Linked DNA regions of Mus musculus: region 2 is linked to region 1. A link is a contact called in public HiChIP or PLAC-seq data. All regions are on one chromosome and are shown on one strand. The core of a region is the stretch at or near the end of the contact, and the rest is flanking DNA. Distances in the headings are between cores, read along the strand shown.

Region 1 (5,892 bases), core at 2,740-5,239:
TCTGTCAATCAGATGGGTTATCACAGCACTTTTCCTATGAATCAGTGCAGCTCCACCTCAAGTTCAAAAGATAATGCAAAATTTAAATGTCAGTAGCTTTGAGGATAGCTGGTTGTCTTCCTGAGGGGGCCACTTGGTAGAGTCTTATGTCAGACTAAATCCAATGGGCATCTACACCAGATAGCATGTGCATGGCTCATAGTCATCTACATAGCTCAGCTCCTTTCTGTTGCTTTGCTAGGCCTCTGCCCTGTCTCCATTAGCGTGTGGTGTTGAGTGAGGACTCAGGCCAGGTTTCTATTCTGGGATATGGGACCCTCTCTGATCCTTAGCCACAAATGTTGTGAAGCCTCCTGGAGGCTTTCTAAAGAAGTGAACAACCAGAACACATGAGAGCCTCTACCACAGTGGAGTGTCTCTGGGTCTGCTTTGGAGCCTGCATGGGGTGCCATGGGCAGAGTTGACACCAGGAGTGCCTGCCACTTTGTTACTGTCCTGTCCTGTTTTCTATTTCTAGTTCAGGATCTCAAAGGGCTTGGCTATGAGAAGGGGAAACCTGTGGGCCTGGTGGGTGTCACAGAGCTGTCTGATGCACAAAAGAAGCAGCTGAAGGAGCAGCAGGAGGTAAGGCCACAGGCAGGTAACTCAGCTCTGCCCTAAGATGAAGGGTCACATGAGTATTAATGTATGAGTGCTATCTGAGGAGTCCCTAACAGGCAAGTCCCCAGGGCCTATAGACTGTTCCTAAAGAGAGGTCTCACATTCGATCTCCCCTTCCCCAGCTTCCTCCAGTCTCTGGGTATATTCTCCTATGCTTTGGGACCCTGATGATCTGAGACATTGATGTCTGACCTCACCATCGAGGAGTCTGCTGGGCAGATTAAGCTCCTAGCCCCACCCTGCAATAGGCCTGCAGCCTGATGTCAGCTACTGTCCTTGTTCTGTGGCTGAGAGTCCCTACCCATGCTGGGACATGGATGTGACAGGCTGCAGCTCTTGCCCTGCCTGCTCTTCTGAGCAAGGAGATCTTTTCAATGAGCACTTGCCTATCCACTCCGCAGATGCAGCAGATGTATGACATGATTATGCAGCACAAGCGCGCCATGCAAGACATGCAGCTTCTGTGGGAGAAGGCGCTGCAGCAACACCAGCATGGCTATGACAGTGATGAGGAGGTAGACAGTGAACTGGGCACCTGGGAGCACCAGCTGCGACGCATGGAGATGGACAAGACACGGGGTATGTGGGACATGAAAAGAGGGTGAACCCCACTTACCTGCACCACTTGGCCATGGCACATGGTCTAGAGGCTCCACCGATCCAGAAATAGCACCATTGCTATCGACTACTTTCTCATCCCTTGCCACTCACTCATCTTCCTCTCCTCTCTGAGCAGAGTGGGCAGAGCAGCTGACACAGATGGGTCGGGGCAAGCACTTCATCGGTGACTTTCTGCCCCCTGATGAGCTGGAGAAGTTCATGGAGACCTTCAAGGCCCTGAAGGTGGGGAAGCCGATGGGCAGGCATGGACAGGAGGGGAATTAACACATAGTGTAGTGTCTTCCAGCCAGTGGGAAATCACAGTTTCAGAGCTGGGGCCCAAGGATAGCTTTTCTTTCTTCCTTAAAACAGGATCTTGTCATGCAGTCCTCACTGATCTGGAACTTGTGTAGATCAGGCTAGCCATGTTCTTTTGTCATGTTCCTCTGCCACCCAATTGCAGAAAGGCACCGTCTTGCATGCTGCCCCACTGTGGTGGGCTCAAGAACCAGGGGGCTGATGAGACATGAATTGGCATTTCTTTGTATCCCATAGTTATGTCTGTTTAGCATTCTGTGTGACAGATTGTTCCCAAGCTGGGTATTCAGAACAAATTGCTCTTAGAACATGAGCTACTCTTGGCCTGTAAACTGTTAACGTCCCAAACAGGCCATGTTAATGGTCACCTTGTCCCCTTTGACTTGAGTGCCTGGAAGCTCAGCCCTTTGAAGACAGCATAAGGATGAAGAGCTTGATTTATTTCAGTGGAGTCAACCACTGATGGCTGGGGCACATGGGTGGAACCAGTCTGGCATGAGGCTAACTAAGATCAAGTTGGGCAGGCATTGGAGCCAGAACTGGGACCTAGGGACAGCTATAGTCCCCATGGCTGGCAACTTTCTCCTCTCTTCTGTTGCAGGAGGGCAGAGAGCCAGACTACTCAGAATATAAGGAGTTTAAGCTGACGGTGGAAAACATTGGCTACCAGATGCTCATGAAGATGGGCTGGAAAGAGGGCGAGGGGCTGGGCACTGAGGGCCAGGGCATCAAGAACCCAGTGAACAAGTGAGTGCTGCCACAGGGCTTGCGGGAGCACACAGATGGACAAGTCCTAAGGTTCCAGCTAGTGACAACTAGTTCTGGTTTAACTAGTATGTAAAGCCTTGCTACCCACACTGCTTGACCGTGAAGCTGGCCTCTGACCCCATGTCTGAGTGAATCTAGGACCTGCCAACCCTGCCACCAGTCCCCACCCCAGTACCCCAGAAGCCCTTCCTGTCTGTCTCATCCTGGTTCCTACTCATGACTGCTGGTTTTCCTTCCACAGGGGTGCCACCACAATAGATGGAGCTGGCTTTGGCATCGACCGGCCAGCTGAACTCTCCAAGGAGGATGATGAGTACGAGGCCTTCCGCAAGAGGATGATGCTGGCCTACCGATTCCGGCCCAACCCGCTGGTGCGTGCCTCCCTGACTGCCTGTTAGTTTGAGAGAGATGACAAAACCCCTGCTGTAGCCCTCACAGGATGTCAGCTCTGCTGCCTGCAACGTTGTGGAGGGAGGACCTATAGTTTTCCACTAACACTCCTTTGATCTTTTTGGGCTTCCACAGAACAACCCCAGACGGCCCTACTACTGAATATTCTGGAAACACAAAGTCTACATTCAGATCGGCCATCCTTGGACTATGAAATGTTCTGGCATCCATCTCTATCCTGTGGTCACAAGTGTTGTGCTGTGTATTAAAGTCCCAATGCTCACCTGTCCAGCATTCCAGTTCCTGCTGTTGCCAGAAACCTCTTTTGTCCCTCCTCCAGTCCCACTGAGGCTCATTGAGTTCACAGTAACTGGAGACCAGCCAGTTGATTCAGACTTTACCCCAGGCAGAGGAAAAAGAGGCTTCCAAACACTTCATGATATGTGCATGGGCTGGTGTGGACTGGGCACAGCTGGAGTATGGGTAGGGCCTGTCTAGAGGCAGAGGCCTGGGCTGTCTCATGTATTGCTCACTGCATAGCTGCAAGAGCCCAGCTGGAGCCCGTGATGGTCAATCTTTGCAGCTTCATCCCATTTGTGCTGCCCTGGATCCTCCCCAGACCTCTCCAGCTAGTCAAAGTCCTCAAGAGAATAAGAATGATAAATCTGAGTACTCCAGTCTTGCTCCTCTGGTCTTCCATCTCCCCAATGTTTCCCTCTCCCAAGATCTGGTTGGGCATGACACAAAAGGTCCTAGAGTTGGCAGAGCTGAGTAGTGGGAGTGTGGCCAGGGGCTGGACTGCAGTGTGTACAAGTTGTGAGTGTAGGGCCTGGGGGCGGGGCCATGTAGAGCGTGGCTGCACTCTTGAGCTAATGCCTGTGAGTAGGGCTAGGAGAGGTGAATGGGTCTTAGGTAAGGGACTATTGTGGACTCGGTAAAGGGAAGTCTCTACAGTTCAGCCCCACAGGTGACTAGGGTATGGGGGCGGAGTTATAAGCTGGGTAGAGGTAAGGGGGCATGGCTGCAGATGTGGGACGGCTGAAAACTGGGAAAGGACGCTGTGCAATGGATAAAAGGACTGAGAAAGGGAGCTTATGGGCGGAGTCTCCTGATAGTAGGGCGGCACTCCCCACCCACCCCCTCCGCATACTGGCCAAGAACCTCAACACAGGAAAGGGTGGTGACCAGCTCCTGCGCGGGGCGACCTTTGCGCGCGGGGGGGGGGGGGGGGGCAGGCAGGTTCCTGGCAACTCAGAGCTCTGACGCGCTGCGGTCACGGAGCCAAGCGTCCTGGAGGCCTCGCCGGGGTCGGGGTGCCGCTGCCATGGACATCCCGCCCCTAGCCGGCAGGACTGTGGCAATGTCATTCTGCGCCCTGCCAGTGTCCTACCTACTCAATCAAGTTTCGGCGTTCTCACAGTGCGTTTTCGTCCATGAGGACCATGGGGCTGGAGGGAGGATGAGGGGTAGCAAAATCCCATAGGATGGGAGCTGGGCCGGGGGAACGCCATTGCAAGCAGAAATCCCTCTCCAGCCGCGCTGTCAGGAAGATGAAGTTGTAAGTTTCTGGGGAAAGGTGATGTGGAGCCATAGTGGGTTGTGGCATTTACGAGTATTCCAGGGATGTATGCTGTGCCAGTTCCAAAGTCACCCAGGGTCAAAGTATTTTCCTAGATAAAGCCCAACTCACCCAACTTCCCTGGTACGCATGCCCTGTACCATCGTCTCTGTCTCAGGCCTAGAGTTAACTCCCCCTACAAGCAATGAGCACCCTGTCCCTGACTTCTATCTTCAGATAGACCCCGGAGGTCCAGCAATCCCCTCACTCCAAAGCTCAGTTAACTCAAACAGTGGGATAGAGAGGGCCTTAGCCATAGGTCTGACTCCCTGGTACCTGTCTCCTGAGAGTCTGAGTGAGCCAAGTGCCCTTTGGGAGCCCAGGTCTCTTTATCTATCTGGGTTTCACTATCGTCATGGGTGAGGATCACAAGTTCTGTGCAGTGTCAAGATTAGTGTTGGCATTTTGGTTAAGTAAAACCAGGATGGAGTTTATGAAATGTGGGCCTGGGTAGTTTAGGAGAATTGAACAAAAACTGGCTGTGTGGCACCAGACAGGTGGATTCCCCTCTCTGGGTTTTGGTTTGTTTGTCCAGCTGTGTTAAGGGAAGCCCAGAGACCTGGCTTGTGTTATCTATGCAGCTAGCTGAACTGTCTTATCAGACTGTATAACTTCGGTGTAACTGAGCAAGAATAGGGAAGTGCAGTTGGAGACATTTGGACTTTAGTTGAGAGAAACTGGGAGCCTCAAGAAAATACTAGATTCCCTCCCATCAGAGTCCAACCACATGAAGGGTGAGGCTCAATGAGTGACCTGGCAAATCCAAAGGAATGAGTATTAGCTAATGATGAAACACAGAGATAGGGAAATCAGAGAGGGCTTCCAGTGGGAGCAATATGGATAAGCCTTGAAGTATGAGTAGGAGTTTGCCAAGTAGAAAACCTAACCAAGAAACCACTGATGGAGAAGTCAGGTCTCATTCTCCTTTGCTGACACTTTCTGAATAATTCCTCCAGGAGGTCTCACCCAAGCACTCGATTTTCCCCCAGGCCCCTGTTTGTGGTGCTGACGAGTGCTCTGATACTGGGTCTGCTCTTCCTGGCAGTCTATAGCCTATCTCATGGGGAGATCACCTACGACCCTCTCTATGCTGGTGAGTCATTGGGAGGTGCTGAGGAGCAGGGTTCTCTGGGCAAAGGCTAAAGACCAACCCAAGGACCTCTGTTAGTCTTTGAGTGGTTCCCATTAACTGTGGAACTCGGAGGGCCTGGAATACCATTAGACTGGAGAACCTCAAAGGGTGTCTTTCAGAGGTGGAACTCCAGAGAGAAGTAATTATGTCTTTCTCCCCTATGCCCTTCCCAGGACTCATGTAGCCTGAGCTGACCCTAACTCCTAATCTTCCTGCCTCTATCTGAGTTCTGAATGCTGGAATGACAATGGCACTTTGTCCAGCTCCAGACTTGGGACTTCCTTCATCACATATATAGAATGTAGAATGGATGCTATTATGTGTGGCCTGGTCACCTTTCCTTAGACCTGATGTTTCTTTTTCTCTTTCTTCCTTCCTTCCTTCCTTCCTTCCTTCCTTCCTTCCT
Region 2 (5,963 bases), core at 765-3,264, 590 kb after region 1:
CAACTACTCTATCACTGTCTGGGTGGGGCTGTGGACCACCACTACTTTAAGATTAGCTCACAGAGACTGGGAGGGGGGTGTCTCCAGGACAGGCTGGGTGGACACCAGACTGCTTCTGCTTTTGGTCAGTTCAACCTTCAACCTCCAGGTCCTATCTCTGACCAAGACAGACCTCCAAGGCCTTGTGGCATTTGGCTCCATTCCCTCTGAAGTCAGGGTTTCCAGGGCCTAACTGTCATGAGCAAGAAGTGACGCAGAGAGGGGGCTGACTCTACCAGGTCACACAGCAGGAGTGGGAAGAGGCTGGGATTTATCCCATATGGGTAACTCGGCCTCCTTCTCTAGCCACTGGGTTGCCAAGAAAAGTTAAATTGAGAAAAACAAAAACCAGCCCACTGGCCTCTGGGTGCCATGGTGCAGACCCAGACTCCAAGACTGTTTCAGGCCAGTCCAGGCTACATGAGACCCTGCTTCAAAATAAATAAATACAGCTGGAAAGATACCTCAGTCAGTTGCCACACAGGGCCCGAGTTCAGCTCTCCAGCACCATATACCGGAGGTGAGGAGGCACAAACTTGTATTCCCAGGGCTGAGGAAGCAGAGACAGGCAGTCTGGGGCGCTATGGCCAGTTAGTCTAGCCTAACTGGCAAGCTCTAGAGCAGGGGTTCTCAGCCTTCCTAATGCTGCCATCCTCTCTTTCTTTCTCTCTTTTGCTACTTCATAACTGTAATTTTGCTATTGTTATGAATCATAATATAAAAATCTGTGTTTCCCCACAATCTGAGGTGACCCTTGTGAAAGGGTCAATTGGCCCACAAAGGGGTCGTGACTCACAGGTTGAAAAATGCTACCTCTGAATGCGTCCTAAATTGAGACACTTTCTCAAAACAGAGGTGGATGGAGCCTGAGTAATGACACCCAAGGTTAACCTCTACACACACACACACACACACACACACACACACACACACACATCTAAGAACCTGGGTTAGTGTAACTCAGGTGGTAAGAGCCTGCTGCCAGTGTTAAGAGGTTAAGAGAGAGCCACCATACCTCAGGACAGCAGGTAGAGGACACATCTTGGGGCATCTCATCATGGTGGCACATGCTGCTCACCCTATCATTTGGAAGTTTGAAGCTAAATCATCACCCTGGGTTTGTAGCCAGCCTTGGTCACAGAGTTAAGTTCCAGGTCAGCAGGATAGTGCAACAGAATGAGACTCTATCTTAATAAACCAACCAACCAAATAAACACCCCCACCCCCAGAATGCTCCAATGGATCAGGGACACTGTCGTTCACACTTGTACTGCAGGGAACAGCAGGGAGAAAGTCCCAACCTTTCTCAGTTATAAAACACCTGTAGGAGTGGGAGTTTTTCCTGGCTCACTCCCTGTGGCCTCTCAGGGCAGAGGCTAACCCGAGTGCCCTCCTCCAAGGCCTGGAAATAAGAACAGTTGGCTTCCGGGGGTGCTGGTGACAGTAGGAGCTGGTCTCTAGAGTCCCTGGGTCATTCCGGGGTCAGGTTGACTCCAGGCCCAACACCTGCCCCAAACCGGGTTGCAGGCCCCTCCAACAATACAAGGTGCCAGGAGCAGAAGCTGAGCGGATCGTATGTCACTGGGACTTTTCCTGGCCGTAAACCCGCCTTTGTCCCCGGGGTCAGCGGGTGGGGACATGCCAGAGCTCTGAAGAGGCAGGGAGGGACTGCAGTACGCGAGGTGACCTGTCTGCACCCTAGTCCCCGCGCACTCCGAACTCCCGGCCGCGTGACCCCGGACTTTCCAGGTTACCAGGACCGAACGGTGCTATCGCGGGCGGCGACAACTGCAAACCTCTGGCAACCGCGAACACTTGCCCCGCCGCCCCGGTCCAGATGCACCTACCGGTTACCACTACCGCCTTCCGCGGCTGCTCCATGGTGGAATGCACTCTCTAGGATCCTGGCTGTAGGGACTGGAGCGGACACGGACCCCCGAGCCCCGCCCGGCCGCTCGGCCCCGCCCCCTAACGCTGGGCCTGCGCGGACACGCCCCGGACACGCCCCCGACCAGCTGTACGCTCCCCTGCGCGGCCCCCCGGGTTCCGCCGAGCCCCAAGCGCACCACTACACCCTGGACCCCAACGCCCGGGCCAGGCCATTCCTAGGCCACGCCTCCTAGAAACCACACCCCTAGCCAACCCCGCCCCCAGTCTTCCAAAGACCCTCCTCCAGGTCCTGTAAGGGACCCACCACGCCCCCAAGAATCACACGCCTGGAGCTTTCCAAACTCTCAGGTCGGGGTCACGCTCCAGCCAGGTCCCAAGCTCCCAAGACACTCCCAAACCCATCCTTAAAACAACTGGGCCCAGGTCATGTACCTCCGCCTACTCCCACGCAAGTGCAGATCCTTCCAATGCCCCTCGGCCAGGCCGCAGTCCACGTTCACACCCGCGACCCATGACATCCCTGGCTCAGGCCATGCTCTCTGAAACTTCTTCCTTCTAAAATCTACTCCGCCCTGAACCCACCTAGGGCAACGACCCCGACCCCCCTTCCCTTTATGCCACTGAAAACACTGAGCTGGGCATGCATACCGGGTCTCCATCTAGGCTCCGCCCCCAGTCTACCACCGCCAGGTTCCCTGTGGCCGCAGGGCTCACAAGGTACCTGGAGCCATGCCCCGCCCCAAGTATCGACCAGCCCAGGCCATCTCCCCTGGTCCCCCTGCCTGGCCACGCCTATTCGCTGCCAGGACCCTCCCCCTACTTGAATTTTAAACGTGCCTCCAACACGTAAGTGGGCAATGGGAGTGTGCTCCGCTCCAACCTTCTCAGTCTCAGTTTCTCTTCCTGTAAGACATAGGGCGGGGGAACAATTTGATTGTGTTCACTCATCACAGTTTACAAACAAGGACACCGAGGCATGGCTCTGAGGAAGACAGAAGTGTCACTTCAGCAGAAAGCTGAGGGAGGGGCGCAGGAGGAAGAGCTTTGACTCTCTGCCAACATGGCTAACTGGAATACTTCCTTTCCTTGGCTCCAGGTTGCACCTTATTACCCCAGAGCCTTTGCTCACCTGCACATCTAGCTGTTCACTGCCCAGACTTCCTCCTCCTGCAGTCCTTCTCCGACTGTCATCTCCTTTTAAGGACGCTGTTTTTCCATCCCCTACCTGGACATCGTTTAGGCTCATCTTAAGGAGGTCCCATTTTTCTAATGTTTCATATTTTTAAAAATCTTTTTTTTTTTTTTTTTTTTTTTTTGGTGTTTTCGAGACAGGGTTTCTCTGTATAGCCCTGGCTGTCCTGGAACTCACTTTGTAGACCAGGCTGGCCTCGAACTCAGAGATCTGCCTGCCTCTGCCTCCTGAGTGCTGGGATTAAAGGCATACGCTACCACGCTCGGCTTTAAAAAATCTTATTTGTTACTATGGTGTGTGTCACTTCAGCTGCTTTAGGGTTAGCCTGTCAAGGCAGCCTTTTGCTGAAGGCTGGTGTTTGACCTGGTGCCCAACCACCATTTGGGTACCTGGGACATCCCCTGCCTACCCTGTAATCCTCTATTGTGATTTCTGCAAAAACACCAGGAGAAAACAGAGCCCCCTATCTGTGTCTGCAGAGGCAGGGTGGGGCCTTACTGAGCCACAAGCATCTTGTTCCAAGCAGTTATGACCCTCCATGTTCCGGGACACTGGGGGAACACTGGCTCCCATGCACAGCCAAGAACCCTTCCTCTGACTGCATAGCATATAAACAGACAAACGGATCCATAGTATGTTGGGGGAGGGGCAATAGGAGAGAGAGAGAGAGAGAGAGAGAGAGAGAGAGAGAGAGAGAGAGAGAGAGAGCAAGAGCACATGCAGGGTAATTAGGAGAATGAGTAGATGGGGGCCCTCATTGGACTGAGTTTAGGCTGGGGAAGAAGACAGGAAGGGCTAGCGAGAACTGTGAATTGAGAGACAGTTACTTGAGACACTAAGGGAGCCTGGAGGCCAGCATGTGCTTTGGTCTGCTGATAGGCACCACTGGTAGCCATATGTTCCTTCTGCCTGAAGTAAGAGTAAGAAATGACTCCTTTTGGTAGATGGGAAATAATTTCCAAGATCCTGAGGAAATCCAGCATTTACTTAACTGCTAGAAATCTTCCCATAGCCCAGGTTGAACTCATTTCTGGATAGCTGGACTGCCTTTTGGGGCTTGGAGAAATAATTTCCTTTGGACCTGATACCAGGGAGTCCTGTGTACAAGCCCAGGCTGGAAGTCACACTCAACACAGCTTATTTGAGCTCTGGCATCCTTATGGATGGTTGGAACATCTAAGAGCCCAGGTCCCAATACACCCAGAGACACACTCATAATCCAGAGGTACCCAGAAGGCTGCAATCAATTATGTAACTTTAATTTGTTTAATTTTTTTATTTTTTAAAGATTTATTTATTTTATTTATATGAAGATACTGTAGCTGTCTTCAGCCACACCAGAAGAGGGCATCAAATCTCATTATAGATGGTTGTGAGCCACCATGTGGTTGCTGGGAATTGAACTCAGGACCTCCAGAAGAGCAGTTAGTGCTCTTAACTGCTGAGCCATCTCTCCAGCCCCCTAATTTTTTTTATTTATTTATTTATTTATTTATTTATTTATTTATTTATTTATTTATTTTTCGAGACAGGGTTTCTCTGTTTAGCCCTGGCTGTCCTGGAACTCACTCTGTAGACCAGGCTGGCCTCGAACTCAGAAATTTGCCTGCCTCTGCCTCCCAAGTGCTGGGATTAAAGACATGTGCCACCACTGCCCGGCCTAATTTTATTTTTAAAGATGGTTTTTAAATGCTTTAACCTCCCTTTTAGCTCACCACCCATCAGAGGTAGTGAAAAAGAAAGGATACGGGGAGGGGCAGAGTGGGCCTGTTTAGAAATGGTTCTTTGGAGCAACTCCTGGCTGTGTCGTCTAGAAATCAGCAGTTCAGGTGACAGGGTAGCAGTGGCAGCTAGATCTACTCACAAACACTTTACAAATACACCAGCAGTCCAGTTCAGTAGAGTTGGGATAGCAAACATGAATTAGCAGCAGTGGCGGCATTACCTAGCAGAGACAGCCAGGCCTCCAGCTCCCAAGGAGACAGCAACAGGAGGGACCAGCAGGAACACCCAGAGAAGTTCTCAGCTGTATCTCTCTCTCAGTGAAGTGAAGATCAGCGAAGACATGGGACCCACAAGTGTTGCACAGCTAGCTCCATAAGCAAGCCTCGCTCAGCCTTCATCACTGTCTGCTGGGCCTATTTATGCACCCTCCAAACATCACGTGTCTCCTGAGGATCTTTCCTCGGCTGAGCGGCTGTCTCAGCTGACATCACTGCAGCCTACCACCACAAGTTTTTGGTGAAGTTTCTCTCTATGGAGTCTGGACAAATGCAGATCAACTATGTAATGTAAGGCAGACCAACACATGAGTGTTGTTAGTGAAGAATCCTTCATTATATCCTTTCCTTTCTAGTGCTTGCTTCAACAGAACATCCTTTCTCCTGTGTCTGCCTCAGCTAAATGTTTCTTCACTTGTTTGCCCCAGCAAAACACTATCCAACTAACTTTCCAAAGAACCCTTAAAGTTCCAGTTCAACCAAGGGTAGATAAAAACTCCCCAAGGGAGCAGGTATGTGGGATAAGGCTCAGTGGGAACAATGCCCCCACAAGCATAAGGATACAAGTTCGAATCCCCAAACCGGTAGGTTTACGCTGTATGGCTGTGCACACTCCCCTCTAACACCAGCAATAGGGCTGGAGACCAGCGTATGGCTGTGCTTACTAGCCAGCCTGCCCAGCCAACTGGAAAGCTCTGTGCTCAGGAAGAGACTCAACCTCAAAAACTAAAATGGAGATCAATAGAAGACACTATATTGACCTTTGGTCTCCTTGTGCACATACCCAAAAATCACCCAATAGGGAGAGGGCAGAGAGAGGGCTCAGGGAGGCCCAGGGGACC

Evidence for each region. HiChIP or PLAC-seq counts read pairs in DNA pulled down with a chosen protein or histone mark.
Region 2: a contact with region 1 is called in a FOXA1 HiChIP or PLAC-seq map of pancreatic cancer cells. The contact joins the promoter of Pgpep1 here to the promoter of Tm6sf2 in region 1. A contact is called at or near these places in 1 of 115 datasets of contacts at active chromatin or transcription factors (pancreatic cancer cells) and 1 of 9 other capture datasets (adipose tissue).

What each region holds. Positions count from the first base shown.
Region 1 is chr8:70,068,935-70,074,826 of GRCm38.p6, forward strand. It overlaps Tm6sf2 (transmembrane 6 superfamily member 2), which reads left to right and starts at 3,990. Exons shown (of 10, transcript NM_001293795.1): 1 at 3,990-4,155; 2 at 5,344-5,447. The coding sequence starts at 4,061. Sugp1 (SURP and G patch domain containing 1) reads left to right here. Exons shown (of 14, transcript NM_027481.3): 9 at 518-624; 10 at 1,062-1,239; 11 at 1,397-1,503; 12 at 2,180-2,325; 13 at 2,588-2,717; 14 at 2,872-3,413. The coding sequence ends at 2,898.
Region 2 is chr8:70,657,724-70,663,686 of GRCm38.p6, forward strand. Pgpep1 (pyroglutamyl-peptidase I) reads right to left here and starts at 2,015. Exons shown (of 5, transcript NM_023217.4): 1 at 1,887-2,015. The coding sequence starts at 1,920.